Linked DNA regions of Triticum aestivum: region 2 is linked to region 1. Evidence: chromatin contacts called from public Hi-C data. All regions are on one chromosome and are shown on one strand. The core of a region is the stretch at or near the end of the contact, and the rest is flanking DNA. Distances in the headings are between cores, read along the strand shown. Region 1 holds the start of LOC123079537 (F-box protein SKIP24). Region 2 holds the start of LOC123079539 (glycerophosphodiester phosphodiesterase GDPD1, chloroplastic).

Region 1 (5,148 bases), core at 1,458-3,957:
GCGAGGCCAGTGTCGTTGTCAAAGAAATACTTGTGGAGAGAGTCCAGATCGTGTGCGTCACCGGGTCAGCCGGGGAGGTCACTGAAAATGGCGGCTAAAAACCACATCACTATGATGTTGTCGTCGTCGCGCCAGACCGGATCGGAGAGCCGGTCAGCAAACTCCTACCTGCGCATGGTTGTGTGCGTGGTAACGGGTGAGTAGCATGTTGATGAAGAAACACCATCGGGAGAAATTGGTGCCGTCGATAGCCAACTTGAAGTCAAGAACACCGGTGATGTTCAGCCTGTGGATGGACGGGATGGAGAAGGAAGGGCCAGCGGTAGCAGGGAGCGATGCGAGAGGAGGCCTGGAGGGGTTGAGTGGGAGGGCAGAAAGTGGACGACTAGCTGTTCGGGGAAGATCATCGGTAGCTGGAGCACGAGGGCGCGCAGCAGCCCCAGCCCCAGCGGAAAGGTACCCGACGGGGAGCTCGCTGGTGACAGGAAGGGTCTCAGAGGAGAAGTGAGTGGGGCTGATCGACATAGGTCTCATTACCAAGTTGAAGAATGATTGGCGCACATCTTGTATTCACTGAGTGTCATGGTACATATACAAGGGAGAGAGAGATGGATCCTACATGCATGAATCACGCTCGGGATAAGGCTCAAAGACTAGGACGTGAAGTTACAACAGAAACAATTACAACACATGTGCAGAACGTGACAACTCAACACTACCCATTATTTATAATCATTGTTCAGGAAATCGATAATTGGTAGCTGCTCGGTCAGCCTGGGAGAGTGATTAATCAGTAATTGGATTAACCGGTCGACCATTAATCGGTAAATTAAATAGAAATTGCCAACATATATCTAGTCTTTTATGTATTATACCATACTCTCATCCTCTCAGCTATGCAATATACCAAAATATGCTACTGTTTGGTCGAACCCTAGCTATTGAGGAGCGAGAGGGGGATGGAAGGGGTTACAGGGAAATTTTTTGGGCTTTGTTTGCCAACAAGTTAATGGGTCAGCAGCGATTAACCGGCCTAACAACCGATTAATCGGTCTAACGGGCCAATTAATCGGCCTGACAAGTTAACAGGATGAATAGGTGCTATTCGATTCAGTCACCCTACGAGTAGCGATTAACTGGCCCGTTAAGTGATTAATCGGATGAATTCTTGAACAGTGTTTATAATTGGTATCATTTAATTTTGTTTTCATGTCCATGCACAACCACAACATGTCATAATGTTGCCAAATGAGATACAACCGTTTCGTGCACTGCTTGGATGATTCCGTTAATCAAATTGTAAACAGTGGCTTTTTACCCTGATACAACGAAATGAAAATGAAGATGCTTCTAAATTTAATGGAGCGTTCCAAGTTACAACAGCCATAGAGCATTCATGTGAGATAATTTTCCTTCTTCATCTCAAAAGGCAGCAGAAGCAGCTGTTTATTGTTGAGCGTTTGAGTCAAGAGACGACATCGGACCAGCTCTTGCATAGATAAGCAGCTCAAATAAACATGGAAGCAATTGCTCCGACTAAAGAGCAAGTCTCAGCTGCTAGACAGGGGTACATGGTGCTGTTCGATAACGAGTGGCATATATAAGACTATAAGAGGCCTTAAATTGGAAGGACGGGACAATCTCGGTCCAGTTAAAGTGTAAACAGGTAGCTCAATGGATCATGCCAGCATCTGTCTTGAGCAATACCTACTGTTGCCTATACATGCTACGGTCAGTTCAGATATTAGGGGATAATTGGATAATTGTCATTCCCTTCAGATAATTCCTAGCTTCTTTCTACCCTCTGCATTAGCTAGTCAGGTAATTTGCTGTTTCCGGTCACTACATCGCATATGATTTATAGCATCAAGAGCGAATTTCACTAGAGAAGAAGAAACACAGGTGGGGAAACAGAACCGACCTGACCCTCTCGAGGCTGTCCAGCTCCTGCGCGGTGGCCTTCATCCTATCCCCCTCGGCGCACATCGACTCCTCCAGCTCCGTGAGACGCCTCCGGCACGCCACCACCCGCCCCTCCGCCTCGTACACGGCCCGCCGCCTCGCCTCCGCCATCCGCAGCTTGTGCCTCTCGAACCTGCAGCGGAGCACAAGTCACGCGCTCAGACGGGGGCCATATATAAATAATCTGAACGAAGAGGCAGGGACGGAAAACTACTTGGTCCTGTAGAGGGATTTGGGATCGGGCTGCTGTTGCTGCGAAGAGGAGGATGAGGGCTGGGATTGGGAGGGGAAGTCGCGGGAGAGGAGCGCCGACCAGAGGGGCGGGTGGAGGGAGAGGCGGCGGAGGCGGCGCGAGGCGATGGCGAGGCAGCAGAGGTCTCGGAACCCCAGCGCGGCGGAGGCGGCGCCGAGCTCCAGGACGCGCGCCCACAGCTCGTCGGGCAGATCGGACGCCGACATGTTCGGCTCGACCGAATTACCGCTGGAGAGTTGCGGGGCGGATGCAGCAACAGAGGCGGCCGTGCGGGCGTAGGAAGGTAGGTAGGCTACGCCGTCGCCGTCGCCGTCGCCGGGGCCTTCGCTGCGGTAGTTGCTGGCTTTGCTGCGGGCCTTCGTCGGCGCCTCGGCGAGTTAGAGAAATCAGGAACCCGCGCCGCCAAAATCGGTCCCTGCCGATGGGTCCCACGAAATGAGCGTTTGGATTTGGATTATTTTGTTATATCTGTAGTACTACTGGGTTTGTTTGTTTCTTTCTTAAAGATAGAAAATTGTTCATCTCTTTTATTTCAGAAACTTTCTATTTATCCATCAACTGTCCTACGGAGAACATCAGAAATAAAAATATATCCAGTTCCGTAGACCACCTAGCAATAACTATAATCACTAAAGCGAGCCGAAGGCACGCCGCCGTCATCACCTCTTTCTCACCGGGAGCCGGGCAAACCTTGTTTAGTAAACAGTCGAGAAGTTGTCGTGCTAGGACCCCATAGGATCAGCGTACCAGAATAGCAATCTGCAGGCACACGGATGCAGACGAATGAAGACTAGATTTAAGCGGATCCACTGAAGACAAACACCAACCGAATCCCACTGGATCCACGGGAGACACACCTCCACACATCCTCCGACGAGGCTAGATGCACCGTCGGGGCCGGGCTAGACGGGGAGAACATTATTCCATCCTCAGGGAACTGTTGCCGTCTTGGCTTTATGAGCAGAACACAAAGCCTAAAGAAACAGAAAAAGACACCTAAAACAGAGTTGGACATGATAGACCTACAGTGGCACCGGCAGGAGGCGAGCAGCCCTAATTGCCTTAAGTCGCAACCGAAGGGTATACGTGCACGTGTTTACTACAAATGTTCGATCTATTAATCAACTGTCATTATAGACCTGTGGTGGCGCCGGCAGGATGCGAGCAACCCTAATTGCCTTAAGTCACAGCCGAAGGGTATGCGTGCACGTATGTACTACAAATGTTCAATCTATCAACTACACGTATTTACTACAAATGTTCAATCTATCAACTATCATTCTAGTACAAAGAACTTAACTGTCACTATAGTACAAAGAACACATTACTGTACAAAGAACAGCGGAGGTAACAGAAATCACTCGTATTCAATATCGTTAGTTTGACAGTACAAATTTAGTAGTCGGGACGGAGGGACTACGATTCATACTACAAATCGCAAAGGAGAGAGTATGCAATATTCCCAACCATTTGTTGAGCTCAAAAACGTAACTCACGAGCTCAATCTGAACGAACCAATCACCAACTAGGATAGGAGACCATTTAGTAAGATCAGGCAAATATCAGATGACAAGTCTGTTTTGTTCCAGGCCCTAGACTACTCAAACAAAGATCCTAAGCGAACTACTGCATCTAGCTCTGCATGTTTCACCGAGTTCCAAACGTTCGAGGCAGATAATACAGTATACAACAACTCATGATTTTCCCTTCCCTCGGGTTTTTATGGAACCAAGTTGATGCAGTCCTGCAGCCCACTCGGCAGCAACTCCGCCCCTATTTCAAAGTTTTTCTACGACCCGCGCCCTTCTGCTGCCGGAGCATTCCACACCTCAGCCCTGCTTGATGTGTTATGTTTGTCATGCTGTGGAAGCCTGTCGGATTCGTCTTTCTTGGAGTGGGTGAAGTTAGTCATCTCTTCCTCATCCTTCGAACGGAGTTGTATATCGGCCGGAACAAAATGCTAGAGATGTATCTTTCTCCAAAGCTGGGGAAGATAACCTGCAAATTCATGTCATTAACCATCTGGTGAGTGGGTTATAGGAGGACATCTATAAACCGGTAGCCATGCCAGATTGGCAACATGTTCAAATCGACGGAAATATCTCACCGCAATCAGCTTTCCAGCATTTTCAGGTCTTTTGGCCACGTTTATAGCAGCAATTGCTGCAGCACCTGACGAAATGCCAACCTGTGAAAACAAACAACCCATGTGAATGCCAAACTGATAACTCAGTAATAATTTATTTGGTTGTGCACTTCCTTACCAGCAAGCCCTCTTTTAGTGCAAGTAGCCTCGCAACATCAACTGCCTCCGCAGTGGTAACCTGCAAGTTCAACAATCATAATCAACATAACAGCTGACAAGAACTGTGAAGAGTGAACTAAATCTGCAAACAGAAACAGAATACTAGGGTTGCATTCCAGACCTTCACAACCTCATCAAGGAGCTGAACATCTAGTATGCTTGGAATATAACCTGTTATTGCCACAATAACATGTCAAATCCAAGGAAGCTGTATTCGATAAGCTCATCTCTCAAATACATCCAGTTGCTATGTGCTATTAAATTTACCTGGCTTGTCGCCAGAAATCACACTAGTTTCAGCAGGTTCTACCCCGATGACCTGATAATGACAGGACAAACACAAATGTTATAACAGATTAAATTTGACTACAAAATATATGAACACTGTCAAACAGTTCCAGGTTTCAGGTTATGGAATGTTAGACCATATGCTAGATCATATGAATCATGGATATATTGATATCAACCTTGTACGTTCATCTAAGTTAAATAGTAATGCATGCAAGTTCTCCTAAAAGCTAAATTACAGAAATGGTAAAGCAGTACATCCAAGTAGCAGAACGGTGAGCTATTTCCATCTAAGGCCTATGTTTTACTTCAAAATTCTGCATTTCACTTTTTGGCAGAG
Region 2 (5,585 bases), core at 1,889-4,388, 410 kb after region 1:
AAATGAGAGACCCACGGTGATCTATAGCTTACTCTCAGGCCTCTATCTATAATTCCTCCGTTGTAGAATTTCAACAAGGAGGAAAAGCCTTCCGCACATAAAAGAAACAGATATGGCGACGCTGGATCACCTTGACGAAGACCTCTCGAAGGGGTAAAGAACGGCAAGAGCTCGCCATTAACTCGAACCGAAAAACGGACTGAAGATACACATTTCATGATCAACCTGATGAAGACAATGCTGAACCCTAGCTTGGACAGAATTGCTTCGAGATAGTGCCACTCGAACCGGTCATAAGCTTTCATCATATCTAGCTTTACCGCGCAAGAAAAATTGTTCCCTTTTTTCCTCCTCCGCATTGTGTGCACGCTCTCGTATGCCACAAGCACATTATCAGTAATGAGGCACCCCAGTACAAAAGCGCTTTGTTCCTCACTGATAACCTCATCCATTAAGCATCTCAGACGGTTTGTAATTGCTTTGCTCGCAATCTTGTACAAAACAGGACATAATGCAATTGGACGGTACTGAGAAATGGACTGGGGATGTTTTACCTTTGGGATTATAGTAATGGAAGTGTCGTTCAGACCCGGCGCTAACTCCCCACCATTTAAAAACTCCAGAACTGCATTAGTGATATCTCCACCGAGAAGGTCCCAATGCCGCTGATAAAACCCCGCCGTGAACCCATCTACACCAGGAGCTTTCGAAGGAGCCATCTGGAACAGCGCAGTTTTGACCTCCTCCGCAGTGTAGGGTTTAGTGAGCTCGGTGTTCATAGCTTCTGAGATTTTTGTTGGAACATGAGCTAGTAACTCGCATGGATCATGGAACCCTTCGGACTGGTACAAGTTTTTGTAGAACTGTTGCACTTCCTCCTTGTCCTTGTTCTCATCCATACATACTGTTCCATCAGAACGTCTGAGTCCTTGGATTCTATTCATCCTCTTACGCTGCCTGGCTTGGGCCTGAAAATAGCTTGTATTTCAGTCTCCCTCCCTTAGCCAAGGCACACGTGACCGCTGGCGGTACCACACTTCTTCCAAGTGCAGAGCCTCCTTTAACTTTTTAACTGTGCTTTGTTCCTCCTCTGATGGGCCACGATCAATGGACAAGGAACGAAGCCGATCAAGTTTCTTTTGGAGTTGTCTGACCCGTCTTGTCAGACACCCAAACTCTCTGGATCCCCAAGGTTCCAGAGTTGCTTGCAAATCACCTAGTGCAGAGACAATGCCTTGTAGCCCTGGGCCACGTTGGATTCCTCGCCAAGTATCGCAAACGAGCCGATCGTAGTCCGAATGAGTTTGCCAGATATTTTCATACCTGAACTGTTTCTTGGCCCTAGATCGCGTCTCGAACTTTTCTTTTATTTCCGCAACCACAAAACAGTGATCGGACTCCACCGAGGACAGATGCCGAACCCTGATATACTGAAAATGTTGCCGAAAACTTTCGTTAGCAAGAGCTCGATCCAGCCTTGCTTTTACATTGTCCACTCCAGACTGTCGGTTATCCCATGTGTAAGTTGTACCTGACCAACCTAGACCCTGGAGGGAGACATCATCAATCACCTCTCTAAAAGCTCGCATTTGTCGCCCCGGACGAGCAGTCCGGCTAAAATGTTCGGTGGAGTATAAGGTCTCGTTAAAATCCCCCATGCATAGCCATGCATCATGAGGAATAGAATGCAGCGAGCGTAAGAACCTCCAACTATGATGCCTCTCTTCCGCTCGCGGTGCACCATAAAACCCCGTGAACCTCCAAGGTGGAGAGTTCAGTAGTTTGTTAGTAACCATCACATCAATGTGCCGTTGACTGTAGTTCTTTAGTTCAACTGACACATCACGGGACCAAAACAGACCAATGACGCCGCTAAGACCTGCACTGTCTACAGCAAAACAACCAGCAAAACCCAAACTGTTATGCAAATCTTCTACTCTTTTAGCTCTATTTTTCGTTTCCATGACAAAAAGAAGAGCGGGCCCTTCCAACTTCACAATGCTGCGAAGTTCTCGAACTGCCTCGGGGTTCCCAAGCCCCCGGCAGTTCCAGCCGATGCAACTCATTGGGGCTGGCAGGACCGCGGCGCGGTCTCTGCCGAGTTTTCAGGTGTAGGTTTCTTCTTCTTTATCTCCCTAACAAAGTCCTCTCCCTCTTCACGGCTTGTTGATGTTGCATCAGTTCCAGCCATAGTATTACCATCAACACCTGGATCTGCACCTCCATCGGTGAGCAGCAGTGTGGTTTTGGCCACCGGCTTGTAGACTTGATTAGGTGCATCCTTTCGTTTCTGCTGCTGCCTGTTCTTCACTGGGGAATTCACCTCCTCCCTCTTATCTTTCTTGTTGCTAGAATTCCTTGTCTCCTGCTTGCTGTTGGCCCTAGTATGATCTCTGGAAGAGTTTTCAGACGACGCCTGCTTGCGATAGTCCTCTGGGTCTGACAGTGCTTACGTGACAAGATATCGCTATGAGTTTAATATTGTCGTATATTTATAATTTATTTATGAATGAAATTAATCAATCAATAAAAAAATTGCTAATCCACCCAACAAGGCTTTGGCAGTGCAGACCGGGTTAACAGAGTTGTTGCGATTCTGTCGAGGTCCCATCTGCGTGGAGTCTGACTGTGCAAGGTTATCTTCTCGCTGGATCCCAAGAGGCAGGATAATTGAGGCCTATACGAGTCATGGCTGACGTGGAAGACTTGCTGGGCAAATTTCAGGAGGTCTCCCCATTGAGGCGATTTTAGAAGAGAGGCAGGATTGCGCTGGCCCATGAGCTAGCTGTGCATGCAAGTTCGGAACCGGGATTTTGTGTTGATTGCCGATGTTCCCCCTGATCTGAAGCCTCTTCTTTCTTAAACAATCCGGTACCAGTTCTAATTATGGACTGTTTCCTTTCTCTAAAAAATCTATAAAGATAAATAAATAAAGTTACAGATGTTTTTTTAAGAGAGAGATATAGAAGGAAAATCGAGACAGGGTGACGTAAAAATAGGACAGGAGACCTGTCCGGGAAGGCGATGCGGCAAAGCGAATATCCCGGAGGATAAACCCGAGAGCCCGAGCGGCACCCTGGAATATTCCCGCTCCGGCATCACATTCAACTCCGGCGTCCATCCGTCCATATAAACTCCTTTCCCCGTCCGTTGCAACTCGCCAGCCAGCCAGCCATCATCCATTGAACCCCTCCCTCTCCTCTCCTCTCCTCGCCGAATCCACCCCGGCGCTCGCTGTCCGAGATCCCCACCAATTCGGCACGCCGCACGTGTGCACGTATAACAACACATCGGGTCGACCGATCAATGGCTCTGCTCAAGGCCGCGCGCGTCGCCGACGTCCCCAGCCTCGACGTCGTCGTGCCGGACCACCTCGCCGCCGCCGCGCGGGTCCTCGGTACGTGCCGTCTCATTCGCCGTCCCCGCGTTGTTTCTACTTTTCGGTTGGTCGATCGGCCGGCGATAACGTGTGTTGCCCGGGCGCGCGCGACCGCAGACGCGGAGTCGGCGGCGGCGATGAAGAGGCAGCAGCGCGGCGCGGGCCGGCGGTTCGCGGTGATCGGGCACCGCGGCAAGGGGATGAACGCGCTGGCGTCGCCGGACCGGCGGCTGCAGGAGGTGAAGGAGAACTCGATCCGGTCGTTCAACGAGGCGGCGCGCTTCGCCGTCGACTACGTCGAGTTCGACGTCCAGGTATGAAGAAGATCTCGATTCCGTCCGCTCCAATCGAATCCCTCCCACCTCCCCTGCGTGCTACGTTAATTAATTAATTTGTTAGGCTGCTGTTACGCGGGTTCCGAGGAAAGGAGAGGCCTTTACGGAAGGAACTGGTGCAGGTGCATGGGGTGGGTCTACGTGGGTCCTAGACTTCCGGAACTGGTGTAGCTCTCCTCGGTGTAGTGTGTCCGGTCTAGGGGATCTTTGTTGATGGGGACGTGGCCGTCCGGAGCGGCTCGAGCACGTTTTGCCGTGTCGCCGCTGGGGAAAGGTCGCCGCGTACCGAAGCGACCCCACATGCGTCGCGGTGGCCTCCCATGTGGAAAAGTGGGGCGGCTCATCGAGCTCTCCAGATCTGACCAGCTCACCAGCACAAAATAATAGTACTAACTTGTACTAACACAGTTTAAAACCACAATAGTTTTGCTAAAGCATCTAGATGTCCCCTACGAGCAACCCCAATAGCTCTTGTATGCCTGAAAACACCACCTCCTCTATCCTCCAAGTTTACCGGAAGATGATCTTCTCGTATAATTACGGCGGCAGATAACCGCCTGAAATTTCACGCCACCGGAACGTTGGAACACCACCGTGCCGTTGTCGGAATGCCTCAGGCCTCCGCCGCCGCCGCTGCCATGTCGTCGGCATGGACACACAGTGTCACTGACTTGCGAGCACCAACGCCTTTTAATGAAAAAAATACAGAAATATATATTTTATGGGCAAAAGTTTTACGGAACTAAAAAAGTAGGTGTTAGAAAACTTTCCCTAAATTATACAGTCATCCCGTAAGAAGATTTTTACAGGAGCTCTTGGAATTGCTCTAAGTATTGCAATTTGTGAGGGTATTCTTTTTATTTCCTTTTTTTATGTTTGATCGAGTCACTTAATGTGTAATAACTAGGGCAAAGATAGATGTGTTCTAGACAGACACAAACCGCAATATTTGAACCGGATATGATGCAGTTATAGACATAATTTGACAGATTAAAGGTTTGGTCCTAGATTGGTTTGTTCGAAATGTCATTATATTCTTGATGTATCCGATGTGGGTACGATATCACAGTGGACTGTGACGAGGCTGCATCAATGATGTCGTCTATCTGTTGCGATCGTACAACTTTTGTCGTACCTGAAGCAGCACTCACGCAAGATAGTACACTAGCTAGTTGTTCGTTTGTCCTGTTGCACTAGTGCGATCCAGTACTTCTGATAACGCCAAACCCCACCTCCAACTTGTACTACTTATCAAGGTGATATATCTTGCCTGTCCCATATATCTATCGTTTTAGTCCATCATCGGTTTTTTCCCTTCTTACGGTGCTATTGCGCAAAACGCCAAGCAAATGTTTCCATTTCTAATTTGCTTCAAAGCTAAATTTGTTCAAAGTGTTCAAAGAAGATACTGATTTTTTTCACTTCTGGCCCTTCTCTCTTTGTCTCCTAAATAATTCAGTGTGCAAAGATGTTGAGAAGCGAACCATGAATATCAATTTTGTAGGTCACCAAGGACGTCTGCCCAGTCATCTTCCATGACAACTTCATCGTTACTGAAGAACATGTAAGTTCACATGTGCCCTCTTGCTCTGTATGCGTATCACTTTCCATCATTTCCTTTTCCCCGGTGAGTGATTGTAGGGGCTGTTTGGATGGGCCCCACCAATTATTTGGCTAACGGTTTGGCCGCGTGAGCTCGCCCAGATGTTGGCAATAAAACTGAATAGCTGGCCAAAAGGTTTGGTGTACACCTGAATTTTCGGCAGCCATGCTGCTATCCAAACAGCCATGTAGAAACCGCCACAAAAAGCACATGCCAAACAGGCTACTACCTGAAATGCTGCCAACTTTGATATTTTCCTGTTTCCATA

What was found. Hi-C and Micro-C count contacts between places; a contact is called where the count stands out from the background.
Region 2: a Hi-C map of leaf shows a contact between it and region 1, with 5 times the contacts expected there. The contact joins the promoter of LOC123079539 here to the promoter of LOC123079537 in region 1. A contact is called at or near these places in 3 of 5 Hi-C or Micro-C datasets (leaf and an unstated tissue) and 1 of 1 datasets of contacts at active chromatin or transcription factors (leaf).

What each region holds. Positions count from the first base shown.
Region 1 is chr3D:444,965,367-444,970,514 of IWGSC CS RefSeq v2.1, forward strand. It overlaps LOC123079537 (F-box protein SKIP24), which reads right to left and starts at 2,708. Exons shown (of 5, transcript XR_006438020.1): 1 at 2,177-2,708; 2 at 1,922-2,095. LOC123079538 (cysteine synthase) reads right to left here. Exons shown (of 10, transcript XM_044502316.1): 6 at 4,788-4,839; 7 at 4,642-4,691; 8 at 4,480-4,539; 9 at 4,323-4,403; 10 at 3,722-4,213. The coding sequence ends at 4,124.
Region 2 is chr3D:445,372,164-445,377,748 of IWGSC CS RefSeq v2.1, forward strand. LOC123079539 (glycerophosphodiester phosphodiesterase GDPD1, chloroplastic) reads left to right here and starts at 3,139. Exons shown (of 8, transcript XM_044502317.1): 1 at 3,139-3,397; 2 at 3,497-3,693; 3 at 5,219-5,278. The coding sequence starts at 3,307.